2 separate regions of the Anser cygnoides genome follow, and region 1 is linked to region 2. The links are chromatin contacts, called in public Hi-C maps. All regions are on one chromosome and are shown on one strand. The core of a region is the stretch at or near the end of the contact, and the rest is flanking DNA. Distances in the headings are between cores, read along the strand shown.

Region 1 (3,615 bases), core at 382-2,881, 500 kb after region 2:
TTTACCTTCTCTGCTACGCCATCTTCTCCACCAGTGAAGAAATCTGTTTTACGCCTCAGGAAACTAAAGAACGTGTTCACAAGCTGGTAGAGAGGAAACAGAGAAAGGGGGGAAGAGAAGGGGTGAAGAGAGAAAAAAAGAGCAGTGAGACCAGATCACTCCAAGGTACCTTGTGTCTCTAGAGTAGCCTTTATTGCGCCCTTCCCATCTGTGTCTGCATCAGCACCGTACTGAAACCCTGTGACTTTCCCAGAGAAAACAGCCAAGGGCTTATAAGGAGATCCAGCTCCTGGATCCCATTTTTCAGAGGCATGTGTGTGTTTCATGTTAAGAGAGGGCAACCAGTTTATTCTCAGGTCACCTTGGGGACGCACCTACTTTGCCATCCCAAACTGTCACTCAGATCTCTCTGATGCAGAAACTTTGGCAATGCATACGTACTTTTAGATACACACACACACGAATGTATACAGATGCTCACATATTCTGTACGCCTATGCCCTCAAAGCCTGCAAGCCGCCCCCAAGCTGCGTCCCGTTTATTTACAAAAGTTTAAACTTCTTTTTATTTCTGACTGTCTTGCTGCCTGCCAGATGCTGCTGGTGAACTGGCAGTTATGAACTGCCACCCCAAAATACCTCCATGGAAATGGGTTTGACTCTCAGTGGGTTTGATTTCCACCCCCACCCCCCCAGGAGTTATGTCTCGTCAGTATTTCAACCTGAAGCCCCACGGCAGCAGGAGGAGCTGTGTTTAACACCATTTCCCCACGTGTGGGTGCAGGGGTTGTTCCCACACACCCCTCCCTGCGGACCAGCTTCCCACCAGGAGCCACTACCTGGAGGAGCGGGAGGCCCGCGCAGCGCCCCACGAGGAGGGGAGGAGCCGCGGCCGCGTTTAACGGCACCTGGCGGCGGCCACAACCCGCTGGGGGCTCGAGGGACCGCAAAACTGGGCCAGGGCGGCTCCAGCCTCCCGTGCCTCTCCCGCTCCGCAGCCGCAGCAGCCCCGGGCCCCACGCGTGGCGCTGCCGAGGCCGAGAGCCCCCGGCGTGGGGAGGCCGCACACGGGGGCCCCTCGCTCCGTGGCGGCGGGGAGGGAACCCGGGGGGGCTGCGTGGGGCCCCCCGGGGCCTCGTCCGAGGGCCGCCGCCTGCCCCTCCCCCGTTACCCCCGGAGGAGCTCGGCGAAGCCTCCGCCGGGCCCGGCGGCGCTACCTCGCGCACGCCGCCCTGGTGCTGCTGGGCCATGGCCAGGAGCATGCCGTCGAAGCGATCCTCCTGCTCCGCCGCCTCCTCCGCGCTCAGCCCCATCCTGACCCTGACCCCGCTGCCGCCGCCGCCTCGGCCCCCTCACGCCGCCGCTTGCCGGAACCGGAAGGTGAGGGAGCGGAAGCTCGCGCGGCGCTCGCCTCTCCCTTCCGCCAATCGCAGCGCGCGGCCCAGCCGCTCCCTTCGCGGATTGGTCGCGGAGGGGCGCGGGAGGCGGGAGGAGAGGAGCGGGGCGCGGTTGCCATAGCAACGGAGAGGCCTAGGCCTTTCCAGAAGGCTCCGCGGGGCCTGGGGAGGCCCTGGAGGGCCAGGCCCTGATCCCCCCCCCCCCCTCCCAGCCCCGGTGGGCACCGAGCCGCCACCACCGCCCCCTTCCCCACACGGCTCCTGGGGCCGCTCACCCAGGCCCCGAGCGGGGCAGGGGCCTGCAGCCTGCGTAGGGACGGGTCCAGCAGGCCCCGCAGGCCGCTGCAGGTCTCCCCCCTGTGTGATCCCCCCGCGTCTGCACCCCCCAGGGCTGGGTGTGCTCGGGGGGGGTTGTCCCCGTCAGGGCGAGCTGTGCCGCTCACAGGCTCCTGCCGCCCGGGGGATTCCTCAGCAGGCCCCCCGAAATCAGTGTTTGGATGCTGCCCCTTCCCTAAACCAACTTGTGCTGATAACGCGTACAAATGCATCTGGACACCTAATAATTGACATCCGATGATAAGACAAGGGGCGGTGGGTGCAAGCCGGAATGTAGGAGGTTCCGCTTAAATATGAGATGAAGTTTTTTCACGGTGAGGGTGCCAGAACACTGGAACAGGCTCCCGGGGGGTTGCGGAGCCTCCTTCTCCAGAGACATTCCAAACCCGCCTGGATGCGTTCCTGTGTGCCCTGATCTAGGTGTTCCTGCTCCGGCAGGGGGCTTGGACTAGCTGGTCTTTCAAGGTCCCTTCCAATCCCTAACGTTCCGTGATTCTGTGATAGCTGAGAATTCAAGGTGGAAATCTATAAGCCTGGCCCTCCCCTGCCCAGTATTTCCCCTGTGACACGTGGGGCCCTGCCTTGCCCACAGGCTCCTGCTGCCCACGGGATTCCCCAGCAGGCCCCCTGAAATCATCACTCGGATGCTGCCCCTTCCCTAAACCAACAGATACAGATCAGCAGATCAGCAGATACAAATACCTGAGCAATTCAAGGTGAAAATCTATAAACCCGGCCCACCCCTGCCCAGCATTTCCCCTGTGACACATGGGGCCCTGCCTCAGGATGAGTCGTTCAGTTCACCCGCTTCCTTAACTGTAACAGCAGCGAGGCTCCTGTCAACAAGGTTAGGCAAATATCTGCTGATAAAACGACTTCCAGGTTGCTCTTTCCAAGGCCGGAGCGCACAGGCCATTTGCCACAGGGCCCTCGCTCCAGACGGGTGCCGTGTGTGTGTGTGTGTGAACTCCTTGGCAGTGACACCTGCCATATAGCGCTGCCTGATTGCAGCGCGGGGCCTTGGTGCCATGGTACAGCCCGGGTTAATGACTTTGTTTATACTGTTTGGGTAATCGCGATAAGGCCGCCCAACCCGCGCTGCCCCGTCCCCCCGCGGCAGCTGCTGGCGCTTCATTGAGAAAACGGCCATTGACGCCACGCCGAGAACTTGCTGGCCCCAGCCAATCATCCAGGGGACGGCTGCTTTTTTTTTTTTTTAATGAGGACCGCTTAATCACAGAGCGGTCAAGGCTGGGAAGGGGTGTTTCACTTGTGACCGAGCCTTATAAGAGCTGGTTTGAGCAGCCATGTGCTGGCAGAGCGGGGAGGACAGGGTGTTTCCAGGCTGAGGCAGGGAGGAAGTTTACGGGTCTCTCACATCTGCTGCAGCAGGAGCTGAGTTTCACAGAGGATCCGGGCTTCCAGCTCAGCTATGACGACCAGCAGCATGGACGTGGACTGCGAGAGGTGTCAGTGCCAGCAGGAGGACAACCGCACCGCCATCCTTTACAACCTCCTCAGCCAGAACCTGAACCACAGCCGGGGCAGCTGCAGCCCGGCCCACCAGCGCTGCCTGTGCCACCAGCGCCGGACAGTCTGCCTGCGCACACCCCACGTCACCTGCCAGGCTGCCTCCGATGTGCTGGTGAAAACCGTCAGCTTCATGAAAAACCTCCCTTCCTTCCACCTGCTGCCACGAGGGGACCAGCTCCTGCTGCTGGACAGCTGCTGGGTCCCCCTCTTCCTCCTGGGGCTGGCGCAGGACATGGTGACGTTTGAGGTGATGGAGACCCCGGCCCCCAGCATGCTCAAGAAGATCCTCCTCGATGGCCAAAGCAAACGGCAGGAGCCCGAGCGGACGCAGCCCACGCTGGCTGCCGTGC
Region 2 (3,482 bases), core at 189-2,688:
TATTTAATCTTACTTTTGGGGGGTGCCCCACTTCTCCTCGCTGCTTGCCCCCGAGCAGACCGAGGAGGGTTTGGGCTCCCCCCGTGCCCGCTCCACGCCCGGAGCTGATTTCCCAGGAAATTTATGGGGAGGGGGTGAAGGGGGGGGGGTAAGAAAAAAGTTTTTAAATCGCAAAAAAAAAAAAAAAAAAAAGGCTGGCTGCTGCTTTGAGGGTTTTGGGGGTCTCCGAGGGGCTGGGGGGGAGAAGCAGGGGGCTTCTGCCCCCCCCCCCCTCACCCCGCTGTGCAGCCCCCGGGGGGGTCCGAACGGGGGAAACAAAACCCAGCGCCACCGAGCTGGGATTTGGGCAGATCTGGAATAAATTGCTGCTGTGGGCAGGCGTAATTTGCTCCAGGTGCCTCTGTCCCCCCCCCCCTCGCCCCCTCCCCACGAGCTGGGAGCCCCAGGCAAGCGGGGTCCCGGGTGTCCCCCCAACGCGACGTCCCCTCCCCGGGCTCCCCCTGCAACCGAAACCGATGGAAATTCCCCCAAAACACCCCAGCGAGGATTTTTTTTTTTTTGGGGGGGGGGGGGGGGGCATCGCCCCTTGCTTTCACCATCTGGGGGGTCGCGGGCCCTTGGCCACCCCCCCCACCCCCCCGGACCCTCCGTGTGCCACCGCCACCCGCTGCGGTGACCCCCACGGGGCCCGGCCACCCCGCTGTCCCCACGGCTTGGGGCTTTTTGAGCCGGCGGCGTTTTGGGGTTGGGTGTGTGTGGGGTGGGGGCCGTGCTGGAATAACCCCCCCAGCCCGTGCCTATAAATCTCCGCTCCCCCCTCCGAAAAAAAAAAAAAAACCCCTCTCCCGGCCGCTCGCAGGAGCGCGGCGGCTGACCTAAATCTGGTTTCTCCATCGTAACCTCAGCTTTACCGCAATTAATTTTTTTCTGCTGGTCACAAGATAATTCCCGACGCCAGAAAGTCTGGAGGTCATATGAGAAGCGAATTGAGGAACAGGGCGGCACTAATTTCCTACGGGATCGCCCGGCAAAAAGCAAAAAAAGGGGGGGGGGGGAAAATATCACCCACCCCAAATCTGGGGGGGGGGGGGGGGGGGGCAAAGGGGTAGGGGGCTGCAGGGGGGTGCACGTGGGGCTGGGGGGAGACACCCCCCCCCCCAAATGGAGGGGTTTTGGGGTTTTGCCTTGGGGTGATGCTGTGGGGTGGCAGTGGGGGGGTGGGGGGGGGGGGACGCAGGGGGACGGGGGCCACCCTGGCCACCAAGGGTCACTCGTGGGGGGGGGGGTTTTGGGGTGGGAGCGCGGTCCTTTGGGGCTCGTTTGCATGCGCGGGAGGGGTCCGCGGGTTCGTTTGCATAATTTGGGGGGGGAGCCGGGGCCGATTTGCATGCGGGGGGCGGGCCCGCGAGGGGCGCCCTATAAAGGGGGCGGTGCGGGGCTGCCCCAGCCCCAGTGCGCCAGCGAGGTCCGAGGGGAGCGGGGGCCCGGGGAGCGGAGAGGAGGTCCCGGAGGGGGAAGGTCCCGGAGGGGGAAGCTCCCGGAGCTTGGAGGCCGCAGGGCTCGGAGGCCCCAGCCTCAGCACCTCAGGTCCCAGCAGAGCCTCGACACCCGCCGCCTCCCGTCCCCCCAAAAAACCTCAAAACAACCAAAAAAAACCCAAAAACCCTCACCTCCCCCCCCCCCCCCAAGCCCCAGCCCCATCCCCAGCCCCAGCATGAAAGCCATCAGCCCGGTGAGGTCCGTGAGGAGCTGCTACGAGGCCGTGTGCTGCCTCTCGGAGCAGAGCCTGGCCATCGCCCGCGGCAGCAGCAACAAGAGCCCGGCGCTGGAGGAACCCATGAGCCTCCTGTACGACATGAACGACTGCTACTCCAAGCTGCGCGAGCTGGTGCCGGGCATCCCGCAGGGCACCAAGGTGAGCCAGGTGGAGATCCTCCAGCACGTCATCGACTACATCTTCGACCTGCAGATCGTGCTGGAGGAGGAGGCCAAGGGGCGCGACCCGTCCTCGGAGGCCACCCTGCTGTCCCTCAAGGTACGGGGGCTCCGCGGGGCCGGGGGCGTGATTGGGGTGGTGGTGGTCCCGTTGGGGTGGTGGTGGTGGTCCCGTTGGGGTGGTGGTGGTGGTCCCGTTGGGGTGGTGGTGGTGGTCCCGTTGGGGTGGTGGTGGTGGTCCCATTGGGGGGGTGGTGGTGGTCCCGTTGGGGTGGTGGTGGTGGTCCCAATAAGGGTCGGGGGGGTGGCGGTGGTCCTACACGGGTCGGGAGGTGGTGGTCCTAAAGGGAGGATGGGGTGGATTTTGGGGGGACGCATCCTGCTGCCGCGGTGGCCCTGACCCCCCCTTGTCCCCGCTCTCCGCAGGCGGCCGAGCTGGCCTCCGAGCTCTGCTCCAAAGACGAGAGCGCTCTGTGCCACTAACGCCGCCTCCAGCAGGTGAGTGTCCGCTCCCGCCCCGGCAGCCCCCCGAAACCCCCCCCCAAGCATCCCCCCTCCGTCCCCCAAATCCCCCAAACCCGCCCCACGCCGCCTTCCCCCCCCCATCCAACCCCTACTCCCCCCCCCGCGTGGCGCTGACCCCGCGCCCCTCATCCCTCCCCCCCCCCCCCAAAAACCGATTTTATATTTTATTTTTATTTTTAACTCTTCTTCCTTTCTTCCCCCCCCCCAGTGCCAATTAGCAAACACGCAGCGAGTGTCGGTTCCTGATTCGTTATCGGCCGGAGGTAAATAGCAGCTTCCTGCGCGGCGCCAGGCTGTCTGCGACCTGCCGCGGCCCCCCCCGGAGCCCCCCCCAGGCCACCACGGGGGGGCCACCCGGCTGCACCCAAGCACCCTTGGGCTCCTCCATCCATCGCCCGGAGAAAAAAAAAAAAAGAAATTAAAAAAGACCCCAGGTGCATCGCCCCCCCCCCAAAAAAAAAAAAGACCCCAGGCGAGGGGAGAGGCGGCTGCTGCCCCCCCCATCTGTCCCCCCCCCCCCCCCCGCCCCCCGCGACCAGGAGCTGCCTCCTCGGCGAGTTTTCGAGCGGCGTTCCCAAAATCCCGGCTTCTTTAGGACTTTTTCAGCCCGCTTTTGTAAACGAGACACTTTGTACCGATAGACTGGTGAAGACGCGGTGGTTGTCTGTATATTTTTGGATTATAGCGATCGAGCCCTGTTTAAAGGCGTTTTAATAGGGGGATAGAGGGGGGGGGGGGTTTGGGGAAGGTGGGGGGGGGTCCTCGAATACGAACCAAACTCTGGGGCCACGGCCTCGTGTATTGTGGAGCTCTATACTAGAGTATAACGTTTGTACCTTTTGTGCAGGAAGGTGAAATTTCTGCGAACATGCCTTGTACTTGCTTTATAAACTTTTTATAAAAGTTACCGTTTTTACGTAATAAAGCTCGCCTCGTTCTGAATGCTTCCATTTTGGGGGGGGGGGGAACCTCGCTGCCGCCGAGCTGCGATGGTAACTTCTAGGGTTACGGGAGGAATCTCA

The links. Hi-C and Micro-C count contacts between places; a contact is called where the count stands out from the background.
Region 1: a contact with region 2 is called in a Hi-C map of liver, with 1.9 times the contacts expected there. The contact joins the promoter of NR0B2 here to the promoter of ID3 in region 2. A contact is called at or near these places in 2 of 7 Hi-C or Micro-C datasets (both in liver).

The regions. Positions count from the first base shown.
Region 1 is chr24:3,714,732-3,718,346 of Taihu_goose_T2T_genome, forward strand. It overlaps NR0B2 (nuclear receptor subfamily 0 group B member 2), which reads left to right and starts at 1,632. Exons shown (of 2, transcript XM_013199600.3): 1 at 1,632-3,615. The coding sequence starts at 3,165. It overlaps NUDC (nuclear distribution C, dynein complex regulator), which reads right to left and starts at 1,406. Exons shown (of 9, transcript XM_048073198.2): 1 at 1,217-1,406; 2 at 6-83. The coding sequence starts at 1,312.
Region 2 is chr24:3,219,006-3,222,487 of Taihu_goose_T2T_genome, forward strand. ID3 (inhibitor of DNA binding 3) reads left to right here and starts at 1,439. Exons shown (of 3, transcript XM_066982571.1): 1 at 1,439-2,035; 2 at 2,362-2,433; 3 at 2,669-3,385. The coding sequence starts at 1,715. The coding sequence ends at 2,418.